Linked DNA regions of Zea mays: region 2 is linked to region 1. The links are chromatin contacts, called in public Hi-C maps. All regions are on one chromosome and are shown on one strand. The core of a region is the stretch at or near the end of the contact, and the rest is flanking DNA. Distances in the headings are between cores, read along the strand shown.

Region 1 (6,955 bases), core at 2,424-4,923:
ACCCCCCGCAGGGACTGGGACCACAGCTAGCTCCCGAAGGATGTCAACGCGAGGCGGAGGCCTAGGGGGATCACCGTTTTCCGGTATACCAAGATTGTTGCCTTCGCCGGGACCCCCTAGATCGACGTGGAAACATTCACGACTTGGGCCGCAGTCCTCGTCGCCGAAGCTACGGCTACCGTCGGAACAATCGGAAAGGCAGTAGTCGCATGCGGTCATGAAGTCCCGCATGGCACTAGGGTTACCATGTCCGGAGAAATCCCAACAAAAGTCGGGCTCGTCATCTTCCTCGGAACCCGAGGGCCCGTAGGTCGAGACGGCTGTCAGCCGGTCCCAGGGTGACCGCATACCGTGCCCCGGAGGGTTTGGACTCGCCTCTATGAAAGCGTCCACCGAAGCGAAGTCGCTTGGTGGGTCGAGGCTGAATCCAAAAGGCACGAGATGGGAATCGGTCGGTACCTCTTGGTCGACGGGCGGTAACGAAGTCACGTCAAGGACAGACTGCACCGTCGTCTCAGGTACGAGGGTGACGCCCAGCAAGTCCTTTGCGAGCGTGCTGGCATCGTCCGTCCGCTTGGAATTGGCGTGTTGTGGGGAAACGACGCTCGTCTTCGTCTTAGAAGCGAGGTCGATGCCCGACGTGTCCCCCGTTGGGGCGCTGGCGCCGTCGACTCGCTCGACAGCCGACGAGGTACTGCCTCCTGCTTGGCCTTGGTTGCCCCGCCTCCTCCTCTGTTGGCGGGGGAGGCGACGGGACAAACCCGAATGTTGTTCTTCCGCCACATGGGGAAGACGTCGTCGATTCCGCCGCCGGCGGGCGGGTTGTCGGCCGCCATTGTCGCTATCGCGCGGCGGGGGAAGGAGTATCATGTCGTAGCTGCCGTCGAGGGACATGAACTCAAGACTCCCGAAATGGAGCACCGTCCCGGGCTGGAAAGGTTGCTGGAGACTGCCCATCTGGAGCTTGACGGGAAGCTGTTCGTCAACACGCAGCAGGCCCCTACCTGGCGCGCCAACTGTCGGCGTGTCGACCCTGGGGAGTCCCTAGACCGACGAGTAAATTGTCGCCGCGTGCCCCAGCCCAGATGGGTCGGCGCGAGACGGAGCGCGAAGGGGGAGAAACCGGAGGGAGACAGGCATAAAAGGGGAAACCCGCGGCCTTCGTGTTTGTCCCGCGCCCAGGTCGGGTGCGCTTGCAGTAGGGGGTTACAAGCGTCCGCGCGGGAGGGAGCGAGAGGCTTATGCGCGCGCCGTCCCATCCTTCCCCGCGCGGCCAACCCTCTGTAAGAGGGCCCTGGACCTTCCTTTTATAGGCGTAAGGAGAGGGTCCAGGTGTACAATGGGAGATGTAGCAGTGTGCTAACGTGTCTAGCAGAGAGGAGCTAGTGCCCTAAGTACATGCCGTCGTGGCAGCCGGAGAGGTATTGGCACCCTGTTCATGAGATGTCGTGGCCGTCGGAGGAGCGCTGGAGCCTAGCGGAAGGACAACTGTCGGGGCTGTCGAGTCCTTGCTGACGTCTCCTTGCTTCCGTAAGGGGGCTGAGAGCCGCCGCCGTCATGGAGCACGCGGGGCGCCATCATTATTTGTTTTATCAGGGCGAGCCAGATGGGACGCCGGTCTTGTTCCCCGTAGCCAGAGCTAGCTAGGGGTAGGGTAATGATGGCCCCTCCTATGACGTGGTCGGTCCGAGCCCTGGGCCGGGCGAGGCGGAGGCTCCTCCGAGGTCAAGGTCGAGTCTGTCTTCCGAGGTCGAGGTCGAGTTCGAGCCCCTGGGTCGGGCGAGGCGGAGACCGTCGGCTGAGGCCAGGGCCGAGTCCGAGCCCTGGGGTCGGGCGAGGCGGAGTTCGTCGTCTTCCGGGGCCGAGGCCGAGTCCGAGCCCTGGGGTCGGGTGAGGCGGAGTTCGTCGTCTTCTGGGGCCGAGGCCGACTCCGAGCCCTGGGTTGGGCGAGGCGGAGTTCGTCGTCTTCCGGGGCCGAGGCCGAGTCCGAGCCCTGGGGTCGGGCGAGGCGGAGTTCGTCGTCTTCCGGGGCCGAGGCCGAGTCCGAGCCCTGGGTCGGGCGAGGCGGAGTTCGTCGTCTTCCGGGGCCGAGGCCGAGTCCGAGCCCTGGGGTCGGGCGAGGCGGAGCTTCTTATGGCGCCCGAGGCCGGACTTGGCTGCTGTCAGCCTCACTCTGTCAAGTGGCACAGCAGTCGGAGTGGCGCAGGCGGCGCTGTCTTCTTGTCAGGTCGGTCAGTGGTGCGGCGAAGTGACTGCGGTCACTTCGGCTCTGTCGACTGACAAGCGCGCGTCAGGATAAGGTGTCAGGCCATCCTTGCATTAAATGCTCCTGCGATACGGTCGGTCAGCGTGGCGATTTGGCCAAGGTTGCTTCTTGGCGAAGGCTGGGCCTCGGGCGAGTCGAAGGTGTGTCCGTTGCTTGAGGGGGCCCTCGGGCGAGACGTAAATCATTCGGGGTCGGCTGCCCTTGCCCGAGGCTGGGCTCGGGCGAGGCGAGATCGTGTCCCTTGAGTGGACCGAGCCTTGACTTAATCGCACCCATCAGGCCTTTGCAGCTTTGTGCTGATGGGGGTTACCAGCTGAGATTAGGAGTCTTGGGGGTACCCCTAATTATGGTCCCCGACAGTACCGTTGGGCCAGAGCTTCCTATAGTTATTGGAAGCTCAGGACTTCAAATATACAGACTATATATATATATGTTTGTGTGTGTAAATATATGTAAAATTTAAATTTGAAAAAGGGCGTGGAAACTACCACCGACGGTCTAATAAAGAAAACCGATAGTGGAAAATTCATTTTCACTGGCAGTTATATTAAGCAAACCGCAAGTAGAAATATCATTTTCACTGGCAGTTAGTTAAGAGAAGGGCCAATGAAAATGTTATTTTCACTGGCGATTTTATTAAGAAAACCACCTGTGAATATAGCATTTCCACTGGCGGTTATATTAAACAAACCGTAAGTAGAAATGTCATTTTCCACTAGCAGTTATTTAAGAAAACGGCGAGTGGAATCGTTATTTTCACTGGCGGTTTTTTAAGAAAACCATCAGTATAAATGTTATTTTGACTAGCGGTTTTTTTTAAAAAACCGACAGTGAAAATAACATTTTAACGGGCGGTTCCAAAATAACCGTAAGCGGAAATATCAATTTACACTGGCCTCTAAAACTAGCGGCACTGAAAAACACAAATAAAAATAACTCTAAGACCGCCACTATAGAGATTTTGTATACTAACGTGAAAATACTAATTCTCATTAAATACACTAGGTAGTAAGTCCAACGCGCACCGATTAACTTGTACACTTTTTTGAAGGACGATTTGGCATACACTTCACCACGCCACTAATAGTTGGTGAATCGAGGAAAGATTAATTTAACTGAAAACAGGCAATGTATGGCTTAAGCACTACGACTAGGTGATGAAATGTGTATACGTGAGTATACCCGAGATTGATTTGCCGAGATGATAACAGTAAAAGATACTACCGTATATATCGACGGATTATTTGGAACCAAACATGAAAGTTGAAATAAAAAATTATTGATCTTATATCCGTTTATGTGAAAGGTTCTAACTAGAAAAAAAGATCTAGCTGGAAAACGTGGCAGCCATCCATTGGGCGAGGACGTTTATATAAGCGCACTGGCACTGGTCCTTGGCTCCTCACGTCTTCTCCCTCCTATCGCGCGCTAAGTACTTGCTTCGATCGCCATGAATACCTTCTCCTCCCACAATGCAAGGACGGCGCTGCTGCTCCTTGCACTGTCCTTTTCATTGGCCGTGGCGAGCGACCCCATGTTCTCGTGCGGCCCGTCATCTGCGTCGCGGGCCTACCCTTTCTGCGACCGTTCGCTCCCCGCGGCGCGGCGCGCGGCGGACCTGGTGTCGCGGCTGACGGTGGCGGAGAAGGTGTCGCAGCTTGGGGACGAAGCGGCGGGAGTGCCGCGGCTGGGAGTGCCTCCGTACAAGTGGTGGTCGGAGGGCCTGCACGGGCTCGCCTTCTGGGGCCACGGCATGCGGTTCAATGGCACCGTCAGCGCCGTGACCAGCTTCCCGCAGGTGCTGCTCACCACCGCCTCCTTCGATGAGAGCCTCTGGTTTCGCATCGGCCAGGTATGCGATACGCGCCTCTACCTGACATACCTGGCAGTATGGTATGGGGATGCATTGCACTATATGCTTACGTCAATAAACGTATTGGAAACACAGATGGCTAGCTAGGGGCAGATCGATACTGAAGCATGCACACGTATATTCAGTTCTACAGTATGTAATACAAACATGTCTATCCCTGTGAATGTCTGACATAGATTAGGCACTACAATGGTGGTTAGTACTTCAGTCGCCGCGGATGCCTAGACACGAATATGGTGGTTGTAACTTGTAACTAACGCCGTCACGATAGGTCCTGCTGTGGAGTAACAGTTAGGTACGTTCAGAATGTGACTCTGATAGGTCGCAGGTGTAGTACGATATGTTGTGGTTGCAAAGGTATATGCGTCTTCGCACTATGCAGGCCTAGTGCAGTACGCTCTGATAGATCGAGCACGACCCTGCTTTTGTTTGGGCGGCCTGCTCCGATCTATTGATTGGTATGCCAATTGCCAACCAATATATATACAACTGTTAGAGCTTCCCTCAGCCCATGCGGTGGGGCTCGGTGGTGAGGTCTGGTCGAACACCCGAATAATAAAAAACTATGGTTATGCTTACTGCGAACTGGGGTGTAAGAACAGAGTAAGCATCCTGTTGTCATCATCATTAGCCGAAAGCAGGTACCTTAGAGCAATGTGGTTACTGCGTTTGAATAATATGCCACGCAATGACGCAGTACTGTTCATCATTTAGGGTCGCATGTGCCTGTCGTTGTCACATTGCTTTGCACCCGCACCCTCCATGATCGATAAATGAGGGAACAGCAGTACAACTCACACCTATCGGTTACGAACTTGAACAATTGCCAAAGTTGCAGTCACCAAACTTGTTGAGCGTGCAATTCAAGCATGTCCTACAGTCGTGCATGCCATGCATGGTAATATTGTGACAATTTGATATATTCATCTCCACCTGTCATGCATGGTATCGTGCAGGCCATCGGCCGGGAGGCCCGGGCGCTATACAACCTGGGACAGGCGGAGGGGCTCACTATCTGGTCACCCAACGTGAATATCTTCCGTGACCCGCGCTGGGGCCGCGGGCAAGAGACACCCGGCGAGGACCCGGCGGTGGCCAGCAAGTACGCCGTCGCCTTCGTCCGGGGCATCCAGGGGAGCAACCCCGCCGGCGCGGCGGCCGCGCCGCTCCAGGCCTCCGCTTGCTGCAAGCACGCCACGGCCTACGACCTCGAGGACTGGAACGGCGTGGCGCGCTATAACTTCGACGCCCGGGTGACGCTGCAGGACCTGGCCGACACGTTCAACCCGCCGTTCCAGAGCTGCGTCGTCGACGGCAAGGCCAGCTGCGTCATGTGCGCCTACACTGTGATCAACGGCGTCCCCGCCTGCGCCAGCTCAGACCTGCTCACCAAGACGTTCCGAGGCGCCTGGGGCCTCGACGGCTACGTGTCCTCCGACTGCGACGCCGTGGCCATCATGCGTGATGCGCAGCGGTACGAGCCCACGCCGGAGGACACCGTCGCCGTCGCCCTCAAGGCTGGTAAGTTAAACATCCGGCCGGTGCTGGCCGGGGAACGTTTTACTAGTACTAGTCTTTTTATATAACCTGGCTTATATATCATTTCATTCAGGTCTGGACCTGAACTGCGGGACGTACACCCAGCAGCACGGCATGGCCGCCATCCAGCAGGGGAAGATGACGGAGAAGGACGTGGACAAGGCCCTCACCAACCTCTTCGCCGTGCGGATGCGGCTCGGCCACTTCGACGGCGACCCGCGCGGCAACGCGCTGTACGGCCGTCTCGGAGCAGCGGACGTGTGCACCGCTGACCACAAGAACCTCGCCCTCGAGGCGGCGCAGGACGGTATCGTCCTTCTCAAGAACGACGCGGGCATCCTCCCACTCGACCGCTCCGCGGTGGGCTCCGCGGCCGTGATCGGGCACAACGCCAACGACCCGCTCGTGCTAAGCGGAAACTACTTTGGCCCCGCGTGCGAGACCACCACGCCACTCGAGGGGCTGCAGAGCTATGTCAGGAACGTGAGGTTCTTGGCCGGCTGCAGCTCCGCGGCCTGCGGCTACGCCGCGACGGGCCAGGCGGCCGCGCTGGCGAGCTCGGCGGAGTACGTGTTCCTGTTCATGGGGCTGAGCCAGGATCAAGAGAAGGAAGGGCTGGACAGGACGAGCCTGCTGCTCCCTGGCAAGCAGCAGAGCCTGGTCACCGCCGTTGCCAGCGCGGCGAAGCGGCCGGTGGTCCTTGTGCTGCTCACGGGCGGCCCCGTGGACATCACGTTCGCGCAGTCGAACCCCAAGATCGGCGCAATCTTGTGGGCAGGCTACCCGGGCCAGGCAGGAGGGCTTGCCATCGCTAGAGTCCTCTTCGGCGACCACAACCCCAGCGGCAGGCTGCCCGTGACGTGGTACACGGAGGACTTCACTAAGGTGCCCATGACGGACATGCGAATGCGTGCCGATCCGGCCACCGGATACCCCGGCAGGACCTACCGTTTCTACCGGGGCAAGACCATCTACAAGTTCGGATACGGCCTCAGCTACTCCAAATTCTCACGCCAGCTAGTCACAGGAGACAAGAACCTGGCCCCTAATACGAGCCTACTTGCCCACCTTTCCGCGAAGACCCAGCATGCCGCCACGAGCTATTATCACGTCGATGACATCGGCACGGTCGGGTGTGAGCAGCTCAAGTTCCCGGCGGAGGTCGAGGTGCTGAACCACGGTCCGATGGACGGGAAGCACTCGGTGCTCATGTTCCTCCGGTGGCCCAATGCGACGGATGGACGGCCGGTGAGGCAACTGATAGGGTTCAGGAGCCA
Region 2 (6,955 bases), core at 2,552-5,051, 450 kb before region 1:
TCTAGAGCATTCACTTGTCCTACACTAGTTTCATTTTAGCATCTTTAGTTTCACTTGTTATCTACGATGAGGGTCGAAGATCCAGTCTTCATATCCGAGAAGTTCGGCGATCCGAATCGATTAATACCCAGTTGGGGATCTCCAACCACACGACATATGTAGCACTTAACCCTTGCATATGTTAACTCGCCACCAGGTTTCTCAAGACCAGAACGGGTTCACGTGACCCGAGAGCACAACACCCCACCATCTAGCCACTTGCCAGGTGGGCACACGTTACTCTCGCCATCTCTCCACTCCCAGTGCGTGCGAGCTGTTCTGGTATTGGTCTGGCCGAGGCTAAGCTTACCCATGATGAGGCATGTGGCCAGTTAAAGGGTCCTAGATTAGTAGGCCAACAATCGGAACGGTCCTTAATCGACACTAACAGACGACCTTTCCTGCTCAGCGCCTGGTCTAGATTTATTCCAACCATTTTCCCATTTTTGGTACCCGACAGGGGTACTCTTTTTCGAATGATGAACCCACTCCAGCCGAAGGCGAATCATCACCATAAGTTTGCTTTGATTTTTGAAACAAAAAGCCCATAACAGTGTTCCACATCATTCTTTTTTTAAAAGAAACAACTTTTAGTTTTTCTAAGTAGGGCTAAGCCTCATTAGTTCGCTTTATAAAACAGGTATCAAGGAATAGTAATCGAATTCCAAGGAATGGTAATGCATCAACTGTTTATTCACACAACTCCTATCACCTAATGCAACATATAAGTGATAAAAGTTTTATAACAACAAGAGGGTGACAAATGCACCGGGGCTTGCCTGGAATAACACTAAGTCAGTGTTGTTAGATGACGTCCGCTTGGGGAGCATCTCTCATCCTGGTATTTGACCAGATCATCCAAGCTTCGGGTTCGTTCACCAGCATCATTTTGGGATCAACTCGGTTCTTGTCGTCCGCATCATGTGATCAATTAACGAACCTGAATGATATGCATAATGCACATGAATGATTATACAGGGAAATAACAAGACTAAATAATGTCACATTAAAGGAGACGTAATGGCAAAATCTCACAAATGTTCATAATCAAGCACTAAATAGGTCTATAGAATCAGACACAATAATCATGTTCTCTAGCTTAACTCAATCTAACTCAATCATTATATATTTTTTTATCACAAGATCTATGCTTTACTTAGTTAAAGCATAATGTCGAAGGGTAACAATACTTAGACACAACAACCATGGATACCTATAACTTAAAGTGACGAATAGAAATACTTTAACTATATTTTAGAGTTACTAATCTAGATTATCAGGCATAGCACATCGACTAAATCAAGCACCACACCACTTAATCTAACAAGTAGAGCCTTATCAAATAACAGAGTTTTGACAAGTCCACATTTTTTAAATCTAAAGAACTAAAATACTAATGGATGATGACCACTAAATAGCTTTTGGATTTTAACTAAAGCGGACCAACCGATGCTGCTTACCTTCAACTGATTTGGACGACGATAAATAGCTATTCAGGATTATTAATCTAAACGATCGATATTCATCTACGGGATTTAACCGATCACTCAATATAGAACACGACAACTAGAGCAAAGCATCGACTTCTCTAAACAACCATTTGCAACTACCATACTTCATTAATCAAGCCAAGGACTAACCCAATCTAGTTACCTACACAAAAGAAATTTCAAGCAAATCATTTTAATGTCTGCTGATTTTGGACAGCAGCACAATGGTTAATTGTTTTATTCATAACTCACAAAATATGCATCTAAAAATAGTAAACTAGGACTTTCTCGAAAGCTTATAAAGTCCTCTACACCTTTGGTATTATCATCACAATAAGATTCGACCTTTAGAAAGGTCAAACAGAACTAAACATAAACTCTGTCCAGATTTGTACAGAATTCGACTACTTACTTCAAAAATTCATAACTGGAGTTTCAGACATCCAAATCAGGTGATCCTAGACTTTTTAGAAAGCTAATAGAATTCTCTACAATTCATTTATGAACATCCCAAGTTAATTTAATATATATCAAGGTCAGAAAACATGAGAAAGGCTCTGCTGTCCAAATAGGGACAGATTCAGAGATCCTAACTCAAACAGTTGTAACTTAATTTATAGATCACTAAAAAAGGTGATCCAAAATTTGTTGGAAAGGCTAAGGAAAGTACTACAATTCTCCTATAATTTCTAATGACTGATTCTCATTTTAACTTAGCCAAACAACCCAATTTTCGAAACCTGTATAAAATTTGGACAGATTCTGAAACTGGACTTGGAAAAATCATAACTTCTAAACTACAAGACCTATGGTCATGAAATTTTAGCACAAGCAAGATAAAGAAGTTATCTACGACTTTTATATATAACACTTTCACAGAAAACATGATTTACTTCACTAAACTACCTGCATACTAAAACTGAACACAGTCCAAACAACAAGTCCAAACAGCAAAAATTCAATTTAGTTCCTATTTTGGTTAACCACAGCTTACCAACGCATCAATCAAAGCATTCCTTGCCTAAACAGAACCATACTCTGTGTTTTATAACATCCATTTAATTATACTTAACATATGTACTCTCTAAAGCACTCCTCGTAAAATCTGCACCTAATACCTAAACTTCCCCTCAAACAATACTTCTACTATCCAATCATGACGTCAAAAAAAATCATGGCACACAACCAAATTATTTCATCATACATCAAATACCATTACAACAATAATTATATAACCAAATCATTCATTAACTAAGTAGTCGGAGAAACGACTTGGCTCACCACATCATGCTCCGACTCGATTTCAGCAAGAACGAAGACGACCACCAGTTCGAGCATATCATCGAACACCTAAGGAGCGTTAAACTTAACCTTATTCTCCACCTAATTCTCCAAGGATTTTACTCCATATCGCACACATCAACACACATAAAACATCACATCAGCGGGGTATTAACAAAGAACTAGTAAAACAACAAAGGTATTTAGAGATCACCATGGGAGCAGCAGAGGTTGCGTGGTTCCACAAGGCCGCAACCATGGAGAAAACTGGAGCAGGGAGGGAACGGCGTCCATGGGAGGAGTTGGGGTCGGCCATGGGAGATGGCTGGAAATGGCCATAGGAACAAGGGAGGGGCTGGGAGCATCCACTTGCTGCAGAAAGGGGAGGGCACTGCTTGCTGCTAGCGTGGGGAGGGCGATAGCATCCACGCTGTAGGGACAAGCTCGGCCATGGGCAAGGTGCTGTTGTGGGGGAGGCAGCCTTGGTTGGGGCGTCAGCTTGGAGAGGGGGCAGCGAGCAGCATCGGCTTGGAGAGCTAGAGCCAGGGAGGGACAACGGCAGCTGCTGTTTCATAACTGCAACCAGAGAAGGAGACGCTATGGGGAGGAGCAAAGGACGTGGCCTTGGGCGACCAGGGGAAGGAGTGCGCCATAGGAGGGAGAAATGGATGGAGCGGGGAACAAGACGGATGCCGCGGCCAGAGGAAGTCGAGGCTGACAGCGTCCATGGCTGGGGCAAGGGCGAGCGCCAGGGAATAGGAACCGCGAGCAGGGAGGGCGGGCGGTGCTGTTGCCAGGAGCTGGAAGCGCCGCCATGGAAAGCAAGGGCGGCGGCTAGAGGATGAGAACGAGCGTCGGCTTGTGCAGGTGATGAGGACGTACGGGAGGTTCCAAAAATTGAGTACGTGGAAGAATTTCGAAAATTTCTAGGCATGGGGCGGATGAGATCGGCACCAGGAATGGTGGCTTCACGAAGGGGATAAGTTAGAGGGTTTAGGCGGTGGAAGGGAGAAAAGAAATTCAGATTTTTGCTCTTTTCTCCAATTTTTGTTACAAAAGACTTACACAGATAATCTAGTTCTCAGATTTGGTCTGCGCGAGATGTAACCGGAAGAAACAAAAGATACTAGTCAAACTAGTACAAACTGCGCTTGATTTAATTTAGAGCAGATAATTTACTGGACGAATAAATCTCAATTATAAATCCTCAGACGCGATTTCTCAGTTGACAAGCGGAGACGAAATTATTTTGCACCAAAAACTTTAGTTGTCGAGATCCACTTAATTTATCTGGGATAAGATAGTATTGTTCCATTGATTTATCTCGGATCGAATAAATTCGCCCGCAACCAAATACTTGGATTTCTCTACCATAATTAGCGTGCAGGATGAAACCAACCTTGGTTATCGACTTTGCGTGTGTTTTCCTCGAATAGCACGCGCAGTCCAGATTTATGAAATTAGTCGATTCCCAAATTTTACACTCGCTAGCATGTCGAACATGCGACAACGGAGTGACGGAAGGCGCGGCACGTAGTGAAGAGTTGAATCGGTGGCCGATTCGGATAAACGAAAGGGATAGCGGTAGGGAGATAAGGTGCACACGGGGACCTCCACGGAGACGATACGTGTCTTTCACGTAAGTGAGAAGCTGTGCGTTGTCACACACAGGGTTGCGCCCGCCACACGTGTCACAATGTCAGGCCACAGAGAGACACGTGCAACGTAAGCGTGAAAGAATTTCAAACGAAATAAGGAACCAGATTCGATTTCAAGGATTAGAGTTTGGGCAAGACGTCGATGGCTCAACCCAAACGATACTGGATTCGATGTTTCGAAAATTACTAAAGTCTGAATTTTGCAAAATAAATTAGTACAATATAGACAGATGGAGACAGATACGATATCAAAATCGTGATAAATAAGGATGATTAAAATTTAGTGACCTTTACATTCACCGCTATCACGTGTTAATGTTCGCACTCGTGGTCGAGCAGACGATAAACACCTAGGGTGTTACACCTCGGTCCTGGGCAAGCGCGGTCTGAGTCTGCTGAAGTAAGATGCCTCTGGAACTTATTGGTTATTTTGGGGGGCGATATGGAAGCAGCTAGCTTCCTTTCCCTTATTACATTACCAGCCCACCACTATTCCAAAAACCTTAGCTTCATATGGCTCCTCTATGATCAGGTTCTCAAAAGAATTTCCTTTCCTTGGAAAAACCAAGGACAACCCCTATCTCAGTCTCCTTTCTCTTTTGGGAGCAGAGCTGAGCTTCAAAGTTTAGAGTAACTATGAGATTTAGTAGAATCGATATGAAGAAAAGAAAAATGCTCTTTTCCTTCTTTATCTTTTTTATCATCTCTTCTATTTTTGTCTTACTAGGGGGGACGCACGGGTCTTACGACTTGCTTACTCACTGAGCAAGGAAGCCTTAGTCAGGCTCTTACTTCGGAATGGCTGCTCCTCTGTGACTCTCATCATGGCCGTTGGGTAAAGTATCTACTCTCTAGTCGTATGTATCCTGAGAAGGGAGTGACCCAAAACGGAGGAATGCTTGTTCGTCTCATTCGGATATGTATGGCCGGTGTCTGGTAGCTCCCTATGACTATTCCTATTGGGATGGCAATCTCATCTCGAATCATATATCGTGTGTTCGATGTTCCTTTCGTTCGCATATCTTTGAATCGAATCAGCTTCTACGGGCGGGGGATAACCGAAATAGAAGTGCTGCCGGGGTGATTGATAGTTTCGCCCCTGTCTTCTCTAGAAATTGAGGTGCAGTCCAGGGAATTAAGAAATCAGAGAAATGAATTTAGAAATGGATTTTAATATGAAAATAATGGCTATAATTTATTTAATTCATAGAAAATCCATTCTAGCTCCAAATTAATTCATTTCAGTTCCTATAATTTTGTAATATTATTGTTTATCAATTAGTGCCACTGTTTCGACATGAAAGCCACTTTAAAATTTATTTTCTAATTAATCTTATATAAAATACATAAAACCTTAGGAAATTCATAACTCCTTCGTTTTAACTCCGATTTGATCCGTTCAAATTGCGCTAGTCTCATATAAATATTTACTATGCAATAACAACACTTATTATACCATGTCTCATTATTTTATAATTAGATCTGTATTTAACTTATGTTGGTTAGTCTTGTTAATCTGCTCATCTACTAAAATATGATCTATGGTCAATTAATAATTTAGATTAAAGTTATATTAATTACTACTATAGGTTACCTTTTCTCTGGGATTACAAAATAAACATAGAACCTGGTGTTAATCATTTAATCACATCATAACTTGATGACCACGACTCCAATCTTAGTAGTTCTCGATCCCACGATCTCGTAGCTTCGCGTAGATCATTATTATGCAGTTTGTTCTTATGTATAGTGTGATGTTAATTTTGTCTATACCATGTTTGTTTGTATTGCTACGACTAGCGCGAGGTTTTGAGGATCTGAAGAATCATCCTAGTAATTGGAATCTCGAGTGCCACGCAAATTGTGCCCTTGATCACTTCTTTTTACCTAGTCATGTTCTGATTAATCATAATGATCTGCATAGGTTAATTTTGATGGGATCCAATAGGTTACCCTAATTTGACTATCTTTATACCTTGTTTACCACTGAATGTTTGGGTAGTACCTGCTATTGCTTTATGTGGTTTTGGGTATAGAGATACACATTATTATTCATGATTATACTTTTATTATTAGTTGTTATTTACTGTTCATGTTAAGATCATTATGTTAATTGGAACATGGAGCGACCACCCGGGAAAACAGTGTACCACAAGGGTGGTATGGGACGCCCTTGGCTGACTAATTAGGAAAGCTAGTGGAGGACTACCTTACCCGAAACGGGCAAGGGTAGTAGGGGAGTGGTCAGTGTAGGGAGGCCCTTGGGTTGATTTTGCTGCGATGGCGGTCAGGCGAGGGGTCCCTGCATTGGAGCTTCCTAGAAACTGTAGCGGGTTTTCTGAAGCTAGTGGAACTTTGTAAAGGCCTCGTAGTGTTACCCTGCCTCGCCTCCTAGGTAGAGGTGTATGGGAGTCGCTATCCCTTGGCAGATGGGTAACATGACTGGTGGGTAAAGATGTGCAACCATTGCAGAGTGTAAAACTGGTA

Evidence for each region. A called contact is a pair of places that touch in the nucleus more often than the background predicts.
Region 2: a contact with region 1 is called in a Hi-C map of leaf, with 5 times the contacts expected there. The contact joins the promoter of LOC109944021 here to the promoter of LOC103646920 in region 1. A contact is called at or near these places in 2 of 25 Hi-C or Micro-C datasets (both in leaf).

Annotation. Positions count from the first base shown.
Region 1 is chr2:122,650,044-122,656,998 of Zm-B73-REFERENCE-NAM-5.0, reverse strand. It overlaps LOC103646920 (probable beta-D-xylosidase 7), which reads left to right and starts at 3,673. Exons shown (of 3, transcript XM_008671536.2): 1 at 3,673-4,118; 2 at 5,096-5,660; 3 at 5,752-6,955. The coding sequence starts at 3,717.
Region 2 is chr2:123,098,791-123,105,745 of Zm-B73-REFERENCE-NAM-5.0, reverse strand. It overlaps LOC109944021 (BCL-6 corepressor-like protein 1), which reads right to left and starts at 3,801. Exons shown (of 2, transcript XR_002267267.2): 1 at 2,811-3,801; 2 at 824-979.